3 separate regions of the Rattus norvegicus genome follow, and all the other regions are linked to region 1. Evidence: chromatin contacts called from public Hi-C data. All regions are on one chromosome and are shown on one strand. The core of a region is the stretch at or near the end of the contact, and the rest is flanking DNA. Distances in the headings are between cores, read along the strand shown.

The links. Hi-C and Micro-C count contacts between places; a contact is called where the count stands out from the background.
Region 2: a contact with region 1 is called in a Hi-C map of liver, with 9 times the contacts expected there. The contact joins the enhancer-like site here to the promoter of Cipc in region 1. A contact is called at or near these places in 6 of 12 Hi-C or Micro-C datasets (the A7r5 cell line, Schwann cells, frontal cortex and 3 more) and 1 of 1 datasets of contacts at active chromatin or transcription factors (oligodendrocytes).
Region 3: a contact with region 1 is called in a Hi-C map of liver, with 7 times the contacts expected there. The contact joins the promoter of Gstz1 here to the promoter of Cipc in region 1. A contact is called at or near these places in 1 of 12 Hi-C or Micro-C datasets (liver) and 1 of 1 datasets of contacts at active chromatin or transcription factors (oligodendrocytes).

What each region holds. Positions count from the first base shown.
Region 1 is chr6:112,324,632-112,327,512 of GRCr8, forward strand. It overlaps Cipc (CLOCK-interacting pacemaker), which reads left to right and starts at 1,349. Exons shown (of 4, transcript NM_001108044.2): 1 at 1,349-1,510.
Region 2 is chr6:112,151,786-112,154,485 of GRCr8, forward strand. No RefSeq gene overlaps it. Among named protein-coding and RNA genes, the nearest start is that of Lrrc74a, 36 kb to the left of the region's middle. Within about 2 kb of position 1,251, at least 44 of the 93 cell types and tissues checked have an H3K27ac peak or open chromatin away from gene starts, as enhancers often do. A contact at or near this core is called in the A7r5 cell line, Schwann cells and liver, where this site is marked.
Region 3 is chr6:112,524,214-112,526,938 of GRCr8, forward strand. It overlaps Gstz1 (glutathione S-transferase zeta 1), which reads left to right and starts at 1,393. Exons shown (of 9, transcript NM_001109445.1): 1 at 1,393-1,530. The coding sequence starts at 1,516. It overlaps Pomt2 (protein-O-mannosyltransferase 2), which reads right to left and starts at 1,586. Exons shown (of 21, transcript NM_001047114.2): 1 at 858-1,586. The coding sequence starts at 1,315.

The DNA of each region.
Region 1 (2,881 bases), core at 99-2,598:
TTATTTCATGTGTTTGATTTTTAAGGTGTTTGAGAGCGAAGCTCATTTTAATTAGGTGCAGTCTTTCTGTTAAGAGTTCAGATTTAGCCGCGTCCTGGTCACACAAACTTCAATTCCCTCGTTTATAAACGAAGGGAAACAGCACCTATATCATACAATTGTTGAGATCTCCTGAGAGAACTCATGTAAAACAGGTTCTTCACCATTTGACAATGGTTAGCCACTTTTCGTTTCCATCTTCCAAACAACAGCTTACAATGTATAGGCATTCACCTATTGCTTGTTGGGAGGGCTTACGCTAACAGGTACATTCATCCTCACTAGTATATTAGCACTGTGTTCGGATGAATAATGTAATAAGCTATGACCTCTAAGCTGCTTGGATTATCAATGCAGGGCCACTCGCCATCTAGCAAGGTGCAATTTAACTTTCTGAAGTGCTAAGAACGTGCGATAATCTTCGCGGTTCAATAAAGTAGTCATTAGCTGCACGTGGCCACCGAGTTCTTGTAAGGCCGCCAATACGGCTGGAAACGTATTATCTCCCATTTTATTTAACCTTAACAGCTCTTCATGGAGTACCGGGTTCGAGAGACAAGGGCAGCTCCTGAAACAGCTGTAAACTGTCAGCAACCTAAACTCACTCGTTTTTAGTTGCGAAACACTTCCCTTAGAGATTACGCTCAGTTTGTCATTCCCTTTCCCTTCAGCGTGTTGGAGAGGCAATTTTCCAGGGCCAGACATGGTTCATCGTCTATAAAACCTGACACTGCCGCTGCACTGGGCAAAGCGAGCCAAACGTCAAAATGCATGAAATCATCTCACTAAAATATTCATCGCTTCTAGTCCTCGTGCACGGTCTGGGGGATTGGTGGGAAATCAAACCAGGCGACAATCGTGGCAAAAAATGTGAGTGAGGCGCCGGGACACCCAGCCCGGCTGCCAGCCCGCGCGAGTCCTCCCACGCTGGGCGCCGCAGCCCGGCACGTCTAGTTCCGGTCCCCACCCACAACAGCGTCAAGGGGACACACCCCAAGAGCGGCTTCCCCTCAGTGTCCCCAAACGAATCCCAACTCCTGCCATGCGTCTACAAGCCACTACCCATGCCTTCAAAACCCAATCGTAAGATCTTGCCCTCAACACAATAACTCAAGGAACGGACAAAATGGCGGCGAAGCCTTAAGTGCCAACCATAGAGAGGCCACGGCTGTGGAGAGAGCGTCGCTCTCCTCGTTGCTCCGTGGGCCTTCGGGCTAGAGCCGGGAGGTGGGGCGGAGGAGTGCCCTTCTAGGAGTACAGCGCGCAGTCTCCATGGTGCTGGGGCCTCGGAACCGAATCACGTGACTGGCGAAAGCTGTCGTGGAGGCGGAGGGAGGAGAAATGGGCGGGAGGCCTTGGAGATAGCTAGAGACCCGGCGAATACCAGGTTGTCATGGAGTCATGGGGCCCATCTCGCGCATGCGCCAGCTAACCCGCCGGGCTGGTCATGGAGCGGCGACCCTGGCCCTAGGTGAGAAAGGCAGGGTTCGCTAGGCTCCGGGCACAGGGAGAGCTGCGATGGGGGTGAGACTGAGAGGTTGGGACTGGGAGCACCGAGAAAGCAGGTGGGAGCAGGTGGAAGAGGAAAGAGAGCGAAGTGGGCCCGTGGGGGAACCAGGGATTTTTGGGGACGGGGGCGCCAAAAATTGGGAGCAGAGGGACGCACCATTCCTGGCTTCCTTTTAGTTGGTTTGCGATGAGGGTCAGACCCGGCGTGGGAAAGGGAATCTGGGGTGAGGCACAGACGGTGTGTAGGGACAGGGTTTGCGTGAGGGGCAAGTGGTGTGAGTCCCATAGAGCATGTGTGCCTTGGCCTGGTCTTGGATACCATTGCTCTCGCTAGGGGCGAACCTGAAGGCCTGAGGGGTCTATGAATGGGCTAGTGGGTGGGCATGAGGGCTGCTTCCCGAGCGAGTGTCCAGGACCTTCGTCTAGGAGCTATGCCTCAGACACAGGTGCACTGTCTATTTCAGAGGCCTGCGGTCTCCTACTTTTCCTGGTTATTTCTCCTGGGTGGTCGACTCGCCAGGCATGGTGCCAAGGATAGGGACATGAGGAAGAAGGTGGCTTGTGCCAAGAAAGAAGTCAGTGGTTAGTGGGTAGGCAGGACAGTTTTGATCTGGACCCAGAGCCAGAGCCCATCTCTCTGGGTATTGCCCAAGTTCTGGGCATTTGCCCTGGATACTGGTGGTATGCCAGTCGCAGCATAGTCCTGGGGTCTGCCCAGTTCTGCCCTGCTGAGTTGGCAGGAGGGTGCGCATGCTGCCTGGCACAGATGTCCTGTGGGCTGGTGAGAATGAATAGGTGGGCACTGTTACTGCGAGCCCCCTTTCTGAAGCGATCTGAGAACGTTCTCTAATCACATGGCCCCCTTCGAAAGGTGAGGATGGAGAGAGCCCTGGGAAACTGTAGGGAACGAAGCAGGGTCTTTGACATGACTTTTTCAGCCAGTTTTGAGAATGGGAAGGAGTGTGAAGGAGTATATGAATAATGGACACGTAGGTAGGTGCGACTTCCCACCACTAAAATACACATTCTCCCAGAATGGCATTTCTGAAAATGCAGATCAAAAGAAAAAAACGACTTCAGAGGAAACCTAGTAATACATTTGTGGTTCTAAGTGGGGTTCCTCATGGGTTTATGGCTGATAAATTCACTTTTCTGTGGCCTTATCACTTTATTATATGTAAGCCTTTGCTTGGGTTTTCACCTCACACCTCTCTGCACGCATGTCATACACGTGACACACTTAAAGGGAATGTGAGCTCTAGGGAAGGATGCCAAGTAGCTATAAAAGGAGAGTGCTAAAAGCTGCGTTGTCAGAGCTTTTCCTCTTAACCCT
Region 2 (2,700 bases), core at 1-2,500, 170 kb before region 1:
ACCCTTCCCTGTCCTCCTGAGGCTGCCTTGCACCTTTGCACCACCAGGGGGCAGGGTGAACACTCTTCAGACATCAAAAGTGGGAAATACACTGAATACACTGTTACATTGTTAAGGCCGGAATGGAGGTGGGAGAAGGATGGAGGGAGGGAGGGAGGGAGGGAGGGAGGGAGGGAGGGAGAGAGAGAGAGAGAGAGAGAGAGAGAGAGAGAGAGAGAGAGAGAGACTTACAGCAAAGGTTGATGAGTCCTGCTGATCCCCACCCACAGGAATCAGCTATCCTACTAGGGAACAAAAGCAGCAGGAAGCTGGATAGATACCTCTGCATGTTAGAGTCAATACATGTAAAGTCTGAAATTTTGCAATTCTCAGTTTGCTTTATCAGTAATCATCTCTGTGACCTTGGGCCGTGGGCTCCATGTTTCTGGCCTCCGTTTGCCTATCTATAAGTGAGGAGGATGAGAATAAACAGAGCCCCGTGAAGAGATTGTGAAATCGTGTATTCTGAAACCCTTACTTGTTTTCCAGCTTGTGAGTAGCTTAGGATTTATCAAGGCCCTTCATCCTTGCTGCCTGTGGAGAGCTAACTCCTCTCTCAACCTCATGACAGTGATGTCCCACTCCTGACAGAGAGGACTGGAAGGTCCCAAAGGGCACAGACAGGGTCACCTCAACACCCCCAAGCCCTGAGTCTCAAAAATGCTGCAGAGGACTTTCGACCTCAGGCTTGGGCTTAAGGCTGGTATGCAAACAGCCCATGGTCTTAATGCCAGCACTCAGGAGGCAGAGGCAGGTGGATATCTACAAGTTCAAGGCCAACCTGGTCTGCAAAGGAATTCCAGGACGGCCAGGGCTACACAGAGAAACCGTGTCTTGAGAAACAGGAGGTGGGAACTGCAGTACATGATGATGGAGCGGTGCTGGTTTATAGACCAACAAAGCAAGACATCAGGGGGAAACCCCTCCATGAGCCCCCAGGAAGGCACAGACCCCAAATTCTGCAGCTTCCGTCCTAACAAGCAAGCACCATAGCCCAGTCGTTCCTCAGATACAGGCCATAGCCTCTAAAATCAGTCCTGGTGGCAGCTCTAGTGTCCTCAGGAGACCAAGCCTGCCCTACCAAGTTGGGGCTTGGGATTTGTTTTTGTTTTAAACAAAAGAAAACAATGGCTGGCAAAGCTAGCCTGTGTCCTAAGACCCTGGCTCCTGACCAGGAGCCTTGAACCAAAAGGAGGGGAAGGCTCTCGGAAGCCCGAATCACATTCCGGCAGGAGAGGAAGGCCGGGCAGCTGTGGGAGCTGGCTTCCAGCCCAGCGTGCCCCATGGGGAGGAGAGCCCAGTGAAGCTCAGAGGGTCTTCTCTTCGTGTGTGTGTGTGTGTGTGTGTGTGTGTGTGTGTGTGTGTGTAGGTGTGGGTGTTTGACTCTCTCTCCCCCTACCCCACCCCCCCCCCCTTTCTCATCTCACACTATAGCCCAGACTGGCCTCAAATGCTCTGCAATCCTTCTGTGAGCCTCCTGGGGGTTAGGCTTATGGACATGAGCCACAATGCTTGTGACAGGGATTAGGGCGTGGGGGGTGGGGTGGCTTTGAGTTGCCAAGGCTTTGAGAGTGCTTGAAGATGTCAGGGTAACTGTCTGGCTGGCTGCTATGAGTTCAAGATGCCTGGGACACAACATTCCTGCTAATAAAAAATGTGTGCAAATACAATTTTTAGACAATAGAGACAAAGAAAAAGAAAATTGACATATGGGGGCCAGGCCAGGACAGAGAGAAAACCCCTCATTTCCTAACATTAAAATAAGTCTTTTCCCCAGTTCTTGGGCAAGAGTGTCAAAAGCCTTGGAATTTCCTGGGAAGAAATGCCTTTGTTATGCCAATGGTGATTCATGCTGCCCTCAGATGGCTTTGGGATAAGAGCTGATCACCAGAAAGACCAAAGAGCTGGGCTTTCCAGTCCAGCCTCAGACAACTCCTTCCTTCCCAGGGGTGGCCTGGAGGTGGAGTTTGATCCTCTAACCTCCTTCAGTCAATCCGGTCCAACTCATGAAAAGCTCGTGGAGGTGAACAAGTCATTGCAGAGGACGGTGGTGTCTGGACTCCACAGGGAGGGAGCAGAGTGTCAGTCCTTGGAGCTTTCTCTTCTAAACCCACCTTCACGTGGCTTCCTGGTGTGGTCTTTGTGTGCGTGAGTATGAGTGTGTGTGTGTTTCTGGGTATGTGCATGTTAACAGTGTGCATGTAGAGGTCAGAAGACCACCTCAGGTGCAAGTCCTCAGCTCCACCGTTTGGGGTAGACTCCTTCCTGTTTGCTGGTTGGCCGAGGACAAGCTTCCTATTCCTTCCACTTTACCATGGGAGGGGTACAATTACACACCCAGACTACCCTATCTGCCTTTTGCATGGGCTTCAGGTTTCCAGGCTTGGGTGACAAGCATATTTAACCCCCAAGCCTGTAGCCTTTATGAGGAAATTAACTTGTAACATATCCAGGGAGGGGAAACAAGACCCTCAAATCTTCGTATGGCCAGTATGGCCAGTCAGAAATGCAAACATCCTAGCGATCTCACTATATTATTTTATTTTATTATATTATATTATAAGTACACTGTAGCTGTCTTCAGAGGGTATCAGATCTCATTACAGATGGTTGTGAGCCACCATGTGGAATTTGAACTCAGGACCTCTGAGTTAACCACTG
Region 3 (2,725 bases), core at 143-2,642, 200 kb after region 1:
TGGGTGCACCTATCTTTTTGGGCATATCATGACTAGTGGGACTTGATAGAGGGTGGAGGAACCTAACTCTAAAGGTGCTGATGTTCATTCTTCCTCCTGTGATGATGCCTGTGAGTATAACCCAGTAGTTACAGCTCCCAGCAGTCATAAAATGCACCTAAGTTATTAATTAGCTTCATAGCTAATTTATTAACTTCCTAGAAGAGCGGTCCTATCACTGTGTTTGTTTGCTTTTGGGTCAGTAAGACCCACTTGTGACACGTTCTACACTAAGTTTCTGTTTGGTAGTAGAAGATAAAACATTCCTTCCACCTAAAGATCAAGTAACTTCTGTGGGCTTAGGAAATGGAATCTGACCAAGCCTCAAGCCAGCCTCTGTGTCATACAAAGGCCTAGAAAATAATTCTCACAGGATAACGCCAGACCTGTTGCGCAGAATCTGTCTCTCCATCCCTTGATACCCAAACTATCCTTACTCTACAGGAATTTTTTTTCTTTGAAAATCAGGCCTTGGGAAAATTATGTACTATGAATTTACTATTTTCTTAGCAAAGTGCAAAGAACCTCTGAGTGTCGCCATTTGAAAGCCAGGTATCTAGAAGACATGAGAACCACTCTTGCAAACCTCGAGTGTGGAACCCCAACCAGAGCATACCTATACTTCTCAGAGATTTGACACACCGGAAAGCGTTTCCCACATCCCCATACACCCCCAAATACTAGTGAGTTTCTCCACCATCACGGACCTGTCGCGCCTCCGATGAATCCCGCCCACTTCGTGCCCTCAGGCCAATCAGAGGGCGGCGTCACTCTCTCTCAGTTGCCATGGTGCCCGCAAAGTCCTTTCTGCCACTTACCAGATATGTGCCGGCTGGTCCAGCCTGTGAAAGCGGGTGGCAAAGGACAGCAGCGTCACCACAGCCAGCGTGGCCCACCAGCCTGCCGCCTGGAAGCGCCGCGAGCTCCAAGCAGGCCGTTTAAGTTTCCGCGTTGCAGCCTCGGGGACCACGTCTCGGCTCACGGCTCTGGCAGCCTGCTGCACACTGCGGCCCCTACGGGGACGCAGCTCCGAGCCCGCTAGGCCACCGCCTATGGCCGGCGGCATCCTCCCCTTTCTAAGGATCACCCTCCGGGCCGGAGGCACGCCGGGTCTTGTCCGCTGCCCCGTCAAGGAGTCGTAAGAGGGCGTCTCGAGGTGCCATGGGATTTGTAGTTCCCTCCGTTTGCCGCGGAGTGCCGGGCCCCGGGCTCTGGGAGGGGCGTAGAGTGTGGTGGCCTCCCGGGCGGCTAAGAGGCGGCCTGAGGCGTAAAACATAGCAGGAGGCGGAGGGACGCGAAGGACAGACAGACTCGGGGCCGCTCATGAACTACAACTCCCAGAGCTCAGGAGGCGGGGGCGGGGCCAGCCCGAAGGAGGGAACGCCATCTAGTCCAACCTTCGCTCTCTGGACCCCGCTAGGCCTCAGTCATCTTCTAGTCCTGAGAACTGACTTTCTTGGCTGGCCGACGGGCGAGATGCAAGCCGGGAAGGTCTGTGCCGCAGATCCGGGGTTGAGGGTCGCTCCTGAGAAACGCGGAGAACAGCTTGGGGGGCGGGGCTGAGAGCGCGCCTCTTCGCGTGGCTCCACAACGACTCCCGGCGTGCACTGCGGCGCGACCGGTCGTATTTCACCTGTGTGCTGGCTGCTGCATGTAATGGTGTCGGGTAGATGGGGCCGGGAAGGCTAAACTTTGAAGGCCAAACTGCACGGAGCGTCCAATAGCGCCCTTCCCAGCTTGGTGTAGTCAGACCTCTTCTAGGGTTCTCAAACATGGTTCCCTACTTTGCGGTTCCGCGGCGCCCTGCGAGTGTCTCTCGGGGAGCGGGGGGGGGGAGGGGGGGGCGAGCGTTGATCCAGGCAAGGGGAAGATGTGACACTTTAACGTCATTAACAATCACTGTGATATCTGTTCAGGTTTTTAATTTTGTCGCCTTGGCTCTAAGAAACAAAGTCTTGCTGTGCAGCCCAACCTGACTGAATCCATGACTCTCCTGCTCTTGCCTTCCAAGTGCTCGGATTCCAGGCCGAGGCATATTGAGCCTCCAGGGTTTAAATTGAACTTCTCTAGTCCAGCCATTTGTACTTAAGCCATTGGTGAAATAGAGCTGTAAATATGTCTTATAAGGGACTTATAACTGAGTCTCTTACGAGGGCCATTATGTAGGAAGGTGGCACATTAAATACAAAGGACATTGCATCAGGTTAATATTTTATAGATTTTCCACATAGAGTTGTGATTTTTCGGAAATTTTAATCATGTAAGAAATGGTCTGAAGTAGCTCCTAGCATGGGCTGTTTCCCACATCAACAAAACCGCAAATTTAAAGTTGCCAGAATGTTTGAGTTGGAAACATGATCCTTCCAGGTGTGCTGATTAAACAGACATTCTACTTGATATCAAAATATAACTGTTCGAGTGCAAAAACCACCGGGTGAGCTTAGCTGTGATTTCTTTTCCCATGCATCTAAAAGCACATAGGAGACAAGCCTCCAGACACACTGCAGAGAGAGTTTCTAGGTTAGGATTGTCTTTATCAGGTTAACTGATGTGGGAGAGTGACACCATCCCCTGGATTGGGTCTGGCTGTGCCCCCATAAAAAGGGGGAAATCAGCAGAGCACCAACACACATGCATTGTTACCAGCTGCTTCAGACTACTCTTTCCCCACCCCCACCCCCAATGA